Linked DNA regions of Lactuca sativa: region 1 is linked to region 2. Evidence: chromatin contacts called from public Hi-C data. All regions are on one chromosome and are shown on one strand. Each heading gives the region's core, a stretch centred on a gene start, on an enhancer-like site or on the middle of the called end of the contact. The rest is flanking DNA. Distances are from core to core; before and after follow the strand shown.

Region 1 (5,527 bases), core at 1,169-3,668, 220 kb after region 2:
GTGGGCCAAGTTCTTTTATTTTTATTTTTTTAATTAATAACTTATTAACCAAAGGGCTTCTAGCTCAGCGGTATCTGGTATTGCCCTCCCTCCTTGAGGTTGACGGTTCAAGTCTCGTTATGGACATAGGTGTATTTAAGGTGTAGTTTAGGAGTAAGATAGATTTGCCGTTTCAATAATAATAATAACTTATTAAAGGAAATATGAAAAAAAATCCAAAATAAAAACAAACAAAAGATATAGAAACTTCTTGATTTTGGATTATTCATACAAGTCGGAAATTTTTTGGATCTTATTCATAGTTTTTTGCAAACCACACGGAGCTTTGCGGTTTTATTAATAAAAATACAAGGGCATAAATCTTTAAATCTTTCGTTCTCGTATGCAACTAAAATAGGACATCCAGATTTTCATATGTTTTATTTTTTTATAACAATTTGTGAACTAGATGATTAAGCTCGAAGCATTTGGATATTTGATAGGTTGCACGAGTGCGAGTAGTAGGAACCAAACAAAACGTGAAGACTTGTAAAGGCTTTTTGCTCCACCAAAAGGAGTACACCACCGATTGGGAATACTCGGTAAATGCTTTAACAAGGCATATGCAATACAAGAAATCCAAACTACAACAAATTAAATGTTTGGTGATATTTTGTAGGGGTCACGTTAGTAATTTAATGATATGTGTGTGACCAATATGAAATATAAACGGAAGAACGAGTCACACCAAAATAGAGACTATTTTACCAAGTAAAACAAGGGATGGCCAATGCTAATTAGTAAAAACATTATTTTACGTCTACAAGGCTTATAATGTTAATGTGTTCTTGTAAATTACAAGCAAAACTTTTTGAATTTGTTTAAAGTTGGATTTATATCCAATATTTTCGTATGTAAATTTTGAAATTATTATATGGAATTTTGAGGTGTTTTAAGTTTTTATATACTTTGGTAATTACAATATTAAAATTTAGGCACAATCTTTTTGTAGCGGGACATGCTATTTTAAAAGCTGTTACAGACAAAGTCACCAAACATAAGAAATCATACATGAAAAATCAACACATGTTCATACCATTTGCATTTGATACGTTTGGTTTCCTCGCGTCGGATACGACGAAGTTTCTTAATAGAGTACAACGAATCATGCATAAAAATGTTATATCTCTTAAATCTATGGATGTATTCTTCAAAACAACTAGTTTTACCATACAAAAAAGCTTAGCTGCGCAACTTGTTGCCCGTTTTTACTCGTTGTATGATGATAACTAATATAAAGTTATTTTGTTATATATATATATATATATATATATATATATATATATATATATATATATATATATATATATATATATATATATATATATATATATATATATATATATATATAACTTTTCAAAAAAAAATCGGGTCTATAAAAAATCTCAAATTATAAGGATAATTTTATTCTTTTGGTTCAGTCTTATTATTTATAATAATAAGACTCCACGAATAAAAATTAAAAAGTTAAAATAGACAAGATAATATTGATATTTATATTGGTTTGATCGGTTTATATATATTTTTGTTAATTTTAATTTCATATATAAATAATATATTAGATTATGGTTACAAAAGTTATTATTAAAACAATAATATCCTTTTAATTATATATATATATATATATATATATATATATATATATATATATATATATATATATATATATATATATAAGCTTAGGTACTCAAACTCATCATGCTATGTCGTTTTGTATCATATAATACATTCTATTTGTCTAATGTTCTTATAAGTTAACTTCTAACTTGATTTACTTTCATTATTTTTGTAAATTACACAAGTATCTTTCTCTTACATAGTTTTCATTTTCAACTACAATATATATAGTCTAACAGGTGTTCGGCAAAAAGATGTGATATAAAAGAAAGATAATAGTGAAATTTCGAAAATCTTGAAAGTAGATCAAGTTAGGGGTTGAAATTTAAGAACATTATAATGAATATATGAAACTAAACGACATATTATAGTGTCTTTGGGTACCTAAGCTTATATACCCTTAAGGGTATATTCACTTTTCCTATATATATATATATATATATATATATATATATATATATATATATATATATATATATATATATATATATATATATATATATATATATATATATATATATATATATATATATATATATATATATATATATATGAGATCTATATTGTTTTCTTTATATATGGTTATATTAACTAAGCCTATTTAGATGGCGTTAATCTACTAGAACTTGAAAGCAAAAAAGACGAAGTATAATAGTTGAGGGACCAAAGATGTGACACATGTAAAGTAAAGCATTAATAAAGAAAGTAGTAATAAAAGGAGGTTTAAAACTCTAAAAGTAACCTGAGGGAGTAGGCGAAGCTGGTACTCCATCCTCATCTATCTCCTATTTTTCCTCTTTATTTGCCATCTCTCTCTCTCTCTCCTCTCTCTCTCTCTCTTCATTCCAACATTGCTTCTTCTCATAGCCCTTTACGCCTCTCTCTCTCTCTCTCTCTCTCTCTCTCTCTCTCTCTCTCTCTCTCTCTCTCTCATTTTTTTTATTTTGAATCCCAAATGTTGATGAAATCTGTATATATGTGTATGTATAAGTGTAATCCTTGAAAAATTCTATGATTGGATCCTCGGTCTTTTTCTTTACTGATCACGGCTAGGGTCTGAGAAACGAATTAATCCTGTATCCCTTTCCTCAAACCATTCACTTTGACATTGGTGTTCCTCTTGTTCTGCTTCTTCTTATTATTTTTTCTTTTTTTTTCTTTTTGATTTTCGATTGTCCCATTCCGTTTGCTTTTGATTTCAACTAGATCTGCATATGGGTCTATTATTAGGGGATATATAGATTCTTTTTACGGTATTTTAGCTACTACCAGATTTGAATTCAGCAATCAAGTGTTGGAATTGAGGATTTTAGTTTGATATTGAATTCATCGTAATTCCAGCGAAGTTTGTGGCTTTAGCTGTTAGTTGTGTTTCTTTTTTTGCTTATTAGATTGAATTCAATTTACAGTTTCTATCAGTGTGTCCACCATTTATTGTTTGTCCAATGACGAGGAATTGATATTTCTTCAGCAATCTAGCGTTCTTCGTTAAGGTAAAACCCTCGCTTGCCTTCCAATTTCAGATTTTTTTTTCTTCTTATGGATGTAAAACTGTGCGAGTGAGTTTATTCACTTATAGTAAGCTCGATTCTTCCGGTCTTTTATTTATTATGATATTAAATATCAGGAAGCGTATTAATGGAGACTAAGCAAAGTTATTAATAAATATTATTCATGTGGGTTTGATAGAGTAGTTTAATTGCTTTATATGGTAAATTGGAAGTGATTTTTGATGTTAGAAAAATGAATCTATGTGCTACTGTTTTTTGTGGGATTTGGGGTGAGGTGAAGAGCCTCTACATGATAGGTGATAGGTCCATTTCTTACTTGATGCTGGATTATTTCTTGCCAATTTTTATTCAGTTTTCAGAGGCAATTGTGGGTTTTAGATATTGTTTTAAAGAAATCTGTTGAGTATTCAATCCTGACATGATGAATTCATATTCTATTACAATAGTTCCTTAGTATTAGAGGCTGTTTGGATGGGCTTTTTGAAAGTGCTTATTTAACTTCAAGCGACAATGATGAGTTTCTAGTTTCATACTAGTTAGCAGGTAGCAGCAACAAAATTAATCATCAAATCAAAGGGTAGAGAAAAACTACTTATATACCCTTATTTTATCTTACTACTTTGTTACTAATGAAGATTTTCCATGAAAAGTGATTATTATAACTTGAAGGTGCAGAAGAAGTTTTAGTTCTAAAATGACACCTCTTAAAAGTTTGTTAGTATTTGGAAAGATTTGTTCCACTCTGCTGATAGATAGCTATATGTTTGTTTGTCATGTGTGTGTTATGAAGATGAGCAACATGACAAGTGAAAGCGAGGAGAGAATAAATTCACCGAATGATGAAGCCAGCAGTGAAAGAAACATGATAGGAAATGGGACACTGAAGAAAGGTCCATGGACATCTGCTGAAGATGCAATTTTGGTGGATTATGTGAACAAAAACGGAGAGGGGAATTGGAATGCTGTTCAGAAGCACTCTGGGCTTTCTCGTTGTGGTAAAAGCTGTCGTTTAAGGTGGGCAAATCACTTAAGACCTGATCTCAAAAAAGGTGCCTTTACACCAGAGGAGGAACGCCGGATCATTGAACTCCATGCTAAAATGGGGAACAAATGGGCACGCATGGCTATTGAGGTGCTTCCCAATTACATTTGCAGTTTTTTCTTTTTTTAATTCCAGTCCTTCCTTAGCTGCTATATCCAAGCAACTTGCATGCATTGATATTCTTTTGTGAATGTAAATTGATATTATATGTGTGTTTGCATGTCCAAACTTATTATTCCTTGCTTTCTTTTGATTGTTCTTCACAATAAGTCCACATTTGTAAGTAGACATGCATACATACACACATTTAATAGCATATTATATACATACAAAGACATCCTACTAAGCATATGTCTTCAGCACTTGAGAAAAAGATTCTAAGAAAATCTGAGAAATAAGTTTGGCAATAGTAACTCTCATGTTTGATGTTCTGTTTTAGTTTTATTTCTTTCCACCATACACATTCTGACCTGTTCCATGAGCTGAATGATTATATATGTCTGTGCATAATTTCAAGTATTCCCCTTGAGTTGGTCTTGCTATATGATAAATCAAGGTTAATGGAAAACTGATTATGCATAGTTAGAACTTTCTTCTATGCTTCTTGCTAAGATAGGAATGCTTGAAAGTAGGGTATCTAAGGTGTGTTTCTTTTTGACTTAATAAACTTAATGAGGAGGAAGCTATACATACATATTAACGTTTCTTTTTTACTTAATAGAGAAAGTCAGGGAAATGAGAGTCTCCCCATTAAGTCCTAATCTTTTACAAATTTTCCCTCATTTATTTGTCCCATCCAATTCCCCAAGTATGTGATAATGTGTAAATTTATATGCATACATGTGTATGACCTTGAACTTGGAAACATAGAAATCGATGAGTCAAATTGTTACATGTTTTAGTTTTTTTTACATATGTCAAATATGTTGTATTTAATTATTTGAAACATTCATAATTAGTTCTATCAAATATTTAAGATCACTTATCATTATTTATATAAAGAAAGTATAGAAGTATTTTTATAAAACATTTGTTCATTAAGCACTTCCTACAGAAAGAAATAATTTATTTTGACAACAGTTCCTGTAGGCAATTAGTGAAGTAGTAGGAGCAAATGAGTTTCTAAAACCTTGAAGAAGTTGGTTGTAGATTGATAGAAACTTTATGAGGAAAAACTTGAGTCCTGTTAGTGGATGAAGTTTGTGTTGTATAAGAATAAGGAGAAGATTAAGAAGAAGCTAGTATTTGGGCATGTTTAAAGCTAATTATGGTGATAAAGACTTAAGTAGTTGCTGAACATTTAAATGAAAGTATGTTG
Region 2 (5,147 bases), core at 2,532-5,031:
GACTCTGGTTACACTTCCGGGGAGGATTTATTAATGACCCGAAGGGTTTAATGAAGATAGTCTCACAAGCTAGTATTAAATTATTCACGGTGTTCTCAATCGTCAACAAACATAATAATTGTTTCGAAACATAATAGAGTATAAATAGTAGAATACAAAGAAACTATTTGGCATAATACTTTACATTAAACAGAGATAAACTGAATCAGACATAGTTTATCTATTAACATTGCATGAAATCCGAATTCACAAAACGAGAGCTGAAGATCCCAAATTATTCCCATAATAATTTGATTAGTTTGATTGTTTCCTTTACTGAAATCCATGTGGTTATATTCGATAAAACATCCCTTATGCTCCGCATAATACATAAGGGGTAAAGATATCTAAAAGTTTGCCAGATATTTATAGAATTACATCAATTTTAAGTTTCGAAAACATTTATAGCTTGCTTGTATTCCCCCCCCCCCCTGAAAACATTGAAAAACACTGAAAAAAGGCGTAGGGGTATGAACTCACCAGTCGAGGAACGTGTCGTCTAGGATGCTAAGCGTCAATTCGAGGCTTGATTACACGCGAGGTTCCTATGTAATATGAAAAGATACACATTTATATCTAATTAGACCTTGAATCACTAATTAGATGTGATTATACACTCCAAGACGCGAAAACACTTCAAATCAAGTGTTTGGAGTGACCCGGGTGGCATCTACGGACGTGTAGAGCATAAATATGGAGTTTGCACTTCAAGAGTAAACCCATTGGAGAGATTACGGCCCTAAGACCATGTCCCCATGAGTTTATGGTCATAAACTCATGGATGGGGGTTCTAGGTTGCTAAATGGCCTTATATCACTTGGGAAAATTAGCTAGGATCAAATCTAAGGCATAGAAATGGATTAAACAACCAAAGGGACCATCAAATGGATTTTACGGCTGTGAACTAGGAGTTTACGGCTGTAAGCTCCTAAGTACCCTTTATTTTCATGATTTGGTGGCCCTAGATTAATCATATGTGATTCTAAGTCATTTCACAAGCCATAGAATGAATTTAGGGCATCATTTGACTAAGGTATATGAGTTTACGGCCCAGGAACTATCCTTGGGGGGTTTACGGTTGTAAGCTCTTATAGGAGTGGTTTTTATCAAGTTTAAGGCCCCTAACTCGTTTGTGGTTGCTTCTAGACTTTATTCCAAGGCTTAAGAGGTGTTTAAGTGACATCTTAACACTTTAAAATGAGTTTACTGCCCATGAATTGGTGTTTACGGTCCAAGCATGTTCTTGGTCCGTAAACTCTCATTTACCCCCTAAATGATGAGTTCAAGGTGTTCCAAGTCCATTCGATTAAGTCCTTATGTCATTTCTAAGCTCCATGAGTGGTTTAAGAGGGTTTTTAGGCTCCAAAACCCATTTTATATGTGTTCACGGCCCATGAATGTTCCAGGGCCGTAAACACATGTTTATGGTCCCAATACATAGTTTGAACACGGATTTGAAGGTTGAAGAGGTTATACAATGAGTTAGGATGATTACCTTGATGATTTGGAGCTTGAATTGGATGATTTTGGACCAAGAATAAGATTGTAGATAGAGAGTAGTGAGAGAGGGTGCAAAAGCTTCAAAATGAAGTCAATTGAGCTTTATATATGGTTCAAGTTTTGGACACGGTGGAATTCTACCCGATACTGACGTTATACGATGCTTTTGGTCGCACCCGATAAAGTTGCCGTAACCCGATATGGTCGAAACTAAAATTTTTCTAATTGTTAATTTGGAATATTTTCTTGAGTTATTATCGTGTTTGAACACCCATTAATTCATAATAAACGACTCAAATTTAATGAATTAATTTAATAACGAAACGGAAACAATTCGAAAACGACGAATTTTATTGACGGAACGGGTTACAATGACGGGAAGAATTTTAGGTTGTCACAGCATACTAACAACATAATGTAAACATGGGCCGGGCTTGGTGCCTTCGATCCACTAAACCCGGTAAGGAAACTCACCTCGAATGCTGAAATATAACTAGATAAATCCCCGTCCTCGGAAACAACTCTACTCAACCCCTAAACATAAACAATTCCTTAGATACCGATCCATACTTCAAAAACTATAAAAGGTCAAACTTGACCAAAGTCAAAGTCAAAGTCGAAGTTGAAGTCAACGCTCTGAGTTGACTCAACTCGTCGAGTTATCCCATAACTCGTTGAGTTTCCATCAAGCACAACATCGTGATATTTCGATCCAACTCTTCGAGTTTCCCTTTAACTCGCCGAGTTCCTCCTTTTTCAACATAACTGGGACAACCCAACCTAAATTGCCGAGTTCCCTTAAGAACTTGTCGAGTTCTTCGATCAGCCAACCCGCTTAAAGCATTAAGCCACTATTCTTCAAACCGAAGCCCTATCTTCCAGATCTAGACTGATAATGCGTCTAGAAGGGTAAAGTTTCCAACTTTACCCATGAAGAACCACCCCAAAGGCATTAAGCTCAAACCCTAATCCTAAACAACTTAAGCCTTAATCCAAAAAACCACCATATCTTCAAGATACAACTTATGAACACAAATATGGACCTTAAAGGCTAAAAGGTCACGTAAAGGCTAAAAGGTCACGTAAGGTCATGCATGGCCAAATGAAGCTTAAGAGGCCAAAACAAGGGCTTAGAAGGTGCATAGAGCTCTTAGGGCCATAAAGTTGGCACCTTTATGCTATGAAAGCTCCTTAAGACCTTGGATCTGAAAGGGTCTGTCCATATGGGACATCCAACTCCCAATGACCACTTCATTTGGACAAAAACAAGCAAAAGAACACTAAGATGAAGATCTAAGTAACCACAAAGCAAGGTTGAGACTTTTTACCAGAAAGATGTTGAAAATGAAGCAAGGATTCTGGATCTAGCAGCTCCTTCTTGTATCTCCAAGCTCCCATTTCTTCTAATGACTTCAAACACACACAACACATAAAAAAATGGCTCACAATCACTCAAAGATGCCTTAGGGTTTCGAGGTTAGGGTTTAGGATAGTGAAGGCTGGAAATGAGGCCAACTTATAGGGCTTAAGTTGTTTAAATAGGGTGCAAAACCCCGAAATTAGGGTTTCATTTCTTCCAGACAACTTGTTGAGTTGAGGCCTCCTAACTCGTCGAGTTGGTTACTTAAAACACGCGGTCCATAACATTTCAACACGACGAGTTGGGGCTACCAACTCGTCGAGTTGCTCTACAAAATTAAATAATTTAGAAGTTTAAATACATACGAGGAACCAATTGTTACACATTAAGGGGGTGTTTGGATAAATTAAATTATTATTATTATCTTATTGCTTATTAGATTATTTGTCGTGAGAATAAGAAATAAACAAAGAGGGAGATGCTTATTAAAATAAACTTATTTAGTTTATCTCTACCATAATGAAGTGATTTTTAAGGATCTATATCAAAACACTTAAACTTAACTTATCATGATAGGAATAAACAATAAACAATAAACAATAAACACTAAACACCATTTTTTTCCCTATCCAAACACCCCCTAAAACACCTTTAATTACGTCTATTTATGCATTACCATACCGACATAGAAAAATTGGGAAAAAAGAAAAATATTGATTAAAGTTAAGAGTTGAGGGACTAAACATGTACTTTTTAGTTTTTAGACTCGAATAATTCAAACCAGACGCGGCCTCCGCATTTCAAAATTTTCAAATATTGAAAGGTTGAAACCCCCGAACGTTCCACACTCCCACTCCATTTGAATCCAAACCCAAATCTCTCTCTCTCTCTCTCTCTCTCTCTCTCTCTCTCTCTCTCTCTCTCTCTCTCATCAGCTCAATGCCACACATTTCTGAGACTTCGAGCGACTTCAAGACTAGATTTGGTTACCAAGAACATTGCCGTCCATCGGAATCGATGCAGCCACCGATCAGGGGCACGCCAGATCTTCTCAAGTCAGTAATGAAAGAGACGCCTTTGAATTCATCTGCCGTTTCCATTTTCAGAGATAGGGGCGATTATTCATCTATTGCGGTCAATCTGAACGATAGTTTTGAGTTCCGAGAAGATCCAGCCTTCTGGAAAGACCATAATGTGCAGGTACTACTCACTGATTTAGGGTTTCTATTTGACAAATTAGTTCAACATAATGACGAGGCTAGCCAAAGTTTTATAACTTATAGATTCTTCTCATGGTTTCATTCCAAGCTATTTTATTTTTATTCTGATAAACTATGTTGACGATCAATTGGTTCTTAGCTTCCTGAAATTTAAAATTTCTAAGACAAAATTTAAAAAAATTATTCCTGAAATGTTACTGAATGCAGGTTATCATAAGAGTACGTCCTCTTAGCGATTCTGAGATTGCTGTCCAGGGACCAAGTAGATGTGTCAAACAGGGAAGTAGTCAAACTATTACATGGACTGGTCCCCCAGAAGCACGCTTTACCTTTGACCATGTTGCTGATGAACATGTTAGCCAGGTACTTCTGTTTATTTGTGGATTATAACATCCTACTTTTAATTTTCTTTCTACACAGCATTGTACAATTCAAGAACGTTGTACTACTTAAAGTTTATATTTATTAGGACATTATAAGTTAAAATTGGTTTGTATTTGAGGATGTTCCTATAATTGGGTAGATCTTTCAAAGCATTACATGCTGCTGAAGAACATGATAGCCAGATGTGTTTCATTTGTGTGTTTCTTTCATGAACCAATAATATTGTAGGAAATGATGTTCAAAGTTGCTGGAGTACCAATGGTGGAAAACTGCATGGGAGGCTACAATAGCTGCATGTTTGCTTATGGCCAAGTGAGTCTGCCAATTTTTTTGTTCTATTTTCTACATTTCTGCTTATAGTTGATTGATTGATTGAATATTAATATAGATTACAGTTTATTATGGACAAATTGCAGGAACTAGCAACATACTTTACTCTTCTTACTAATATACCGTGAATGTTATTTTTTATCCATAGTAGCAACATACTTTGGTTCTTCACTCATAATAAAGATGTACTTTTCACCGATAATCCCAATATGTAACCTAAACATGTGAAATCTGCTTTATATATAGAATAGAATAGCAAGTTACTTGCATTAATTTACACACAATAACAACACTCTGCAGTTCCTTATCCAAAC

The links. A called contact is a pair of places that touch in the nucleus more often than the background predicts.
Region 1: a contact with region 2 is called in a Hi-C map of leaf, with 6 times the contacts expected there. The contact joins the promoter of LOC111911887 here to the promoter of LOC111913787 in region 2. A contact is called at or near these places in 2 of 4 Hi-C or Micro-C datasets (bud and leaf).

Annotation. Positions count from the first base shown.
Region 1 is chr2:95,327,478-95,333,004 of Lsat_Salinas_v11, forward strand. LOC111911887 (transcription factor GAMYB) reads left to right here and starts at 2,419. Exons shown (of 4, transcript XM_023907634.3): 1 at 2,419-3,149; 2 at 3,958-4,299. The coding sequence starts at 3,958.
Region 2 is chr2:95,104,305-95,109,451 of Lsat_Salinas_v11, forward strand. LOC111913787 (kinesin-like protein KIN-12E) reads left to right here and starts at 3,782. Exons shown (of 20, transcript XM_023909499.3): 1 at 3,782-4,099; 2 at 4,327-4,482; 3 at 4,732-4,815. The coding sequence starts at 3,839.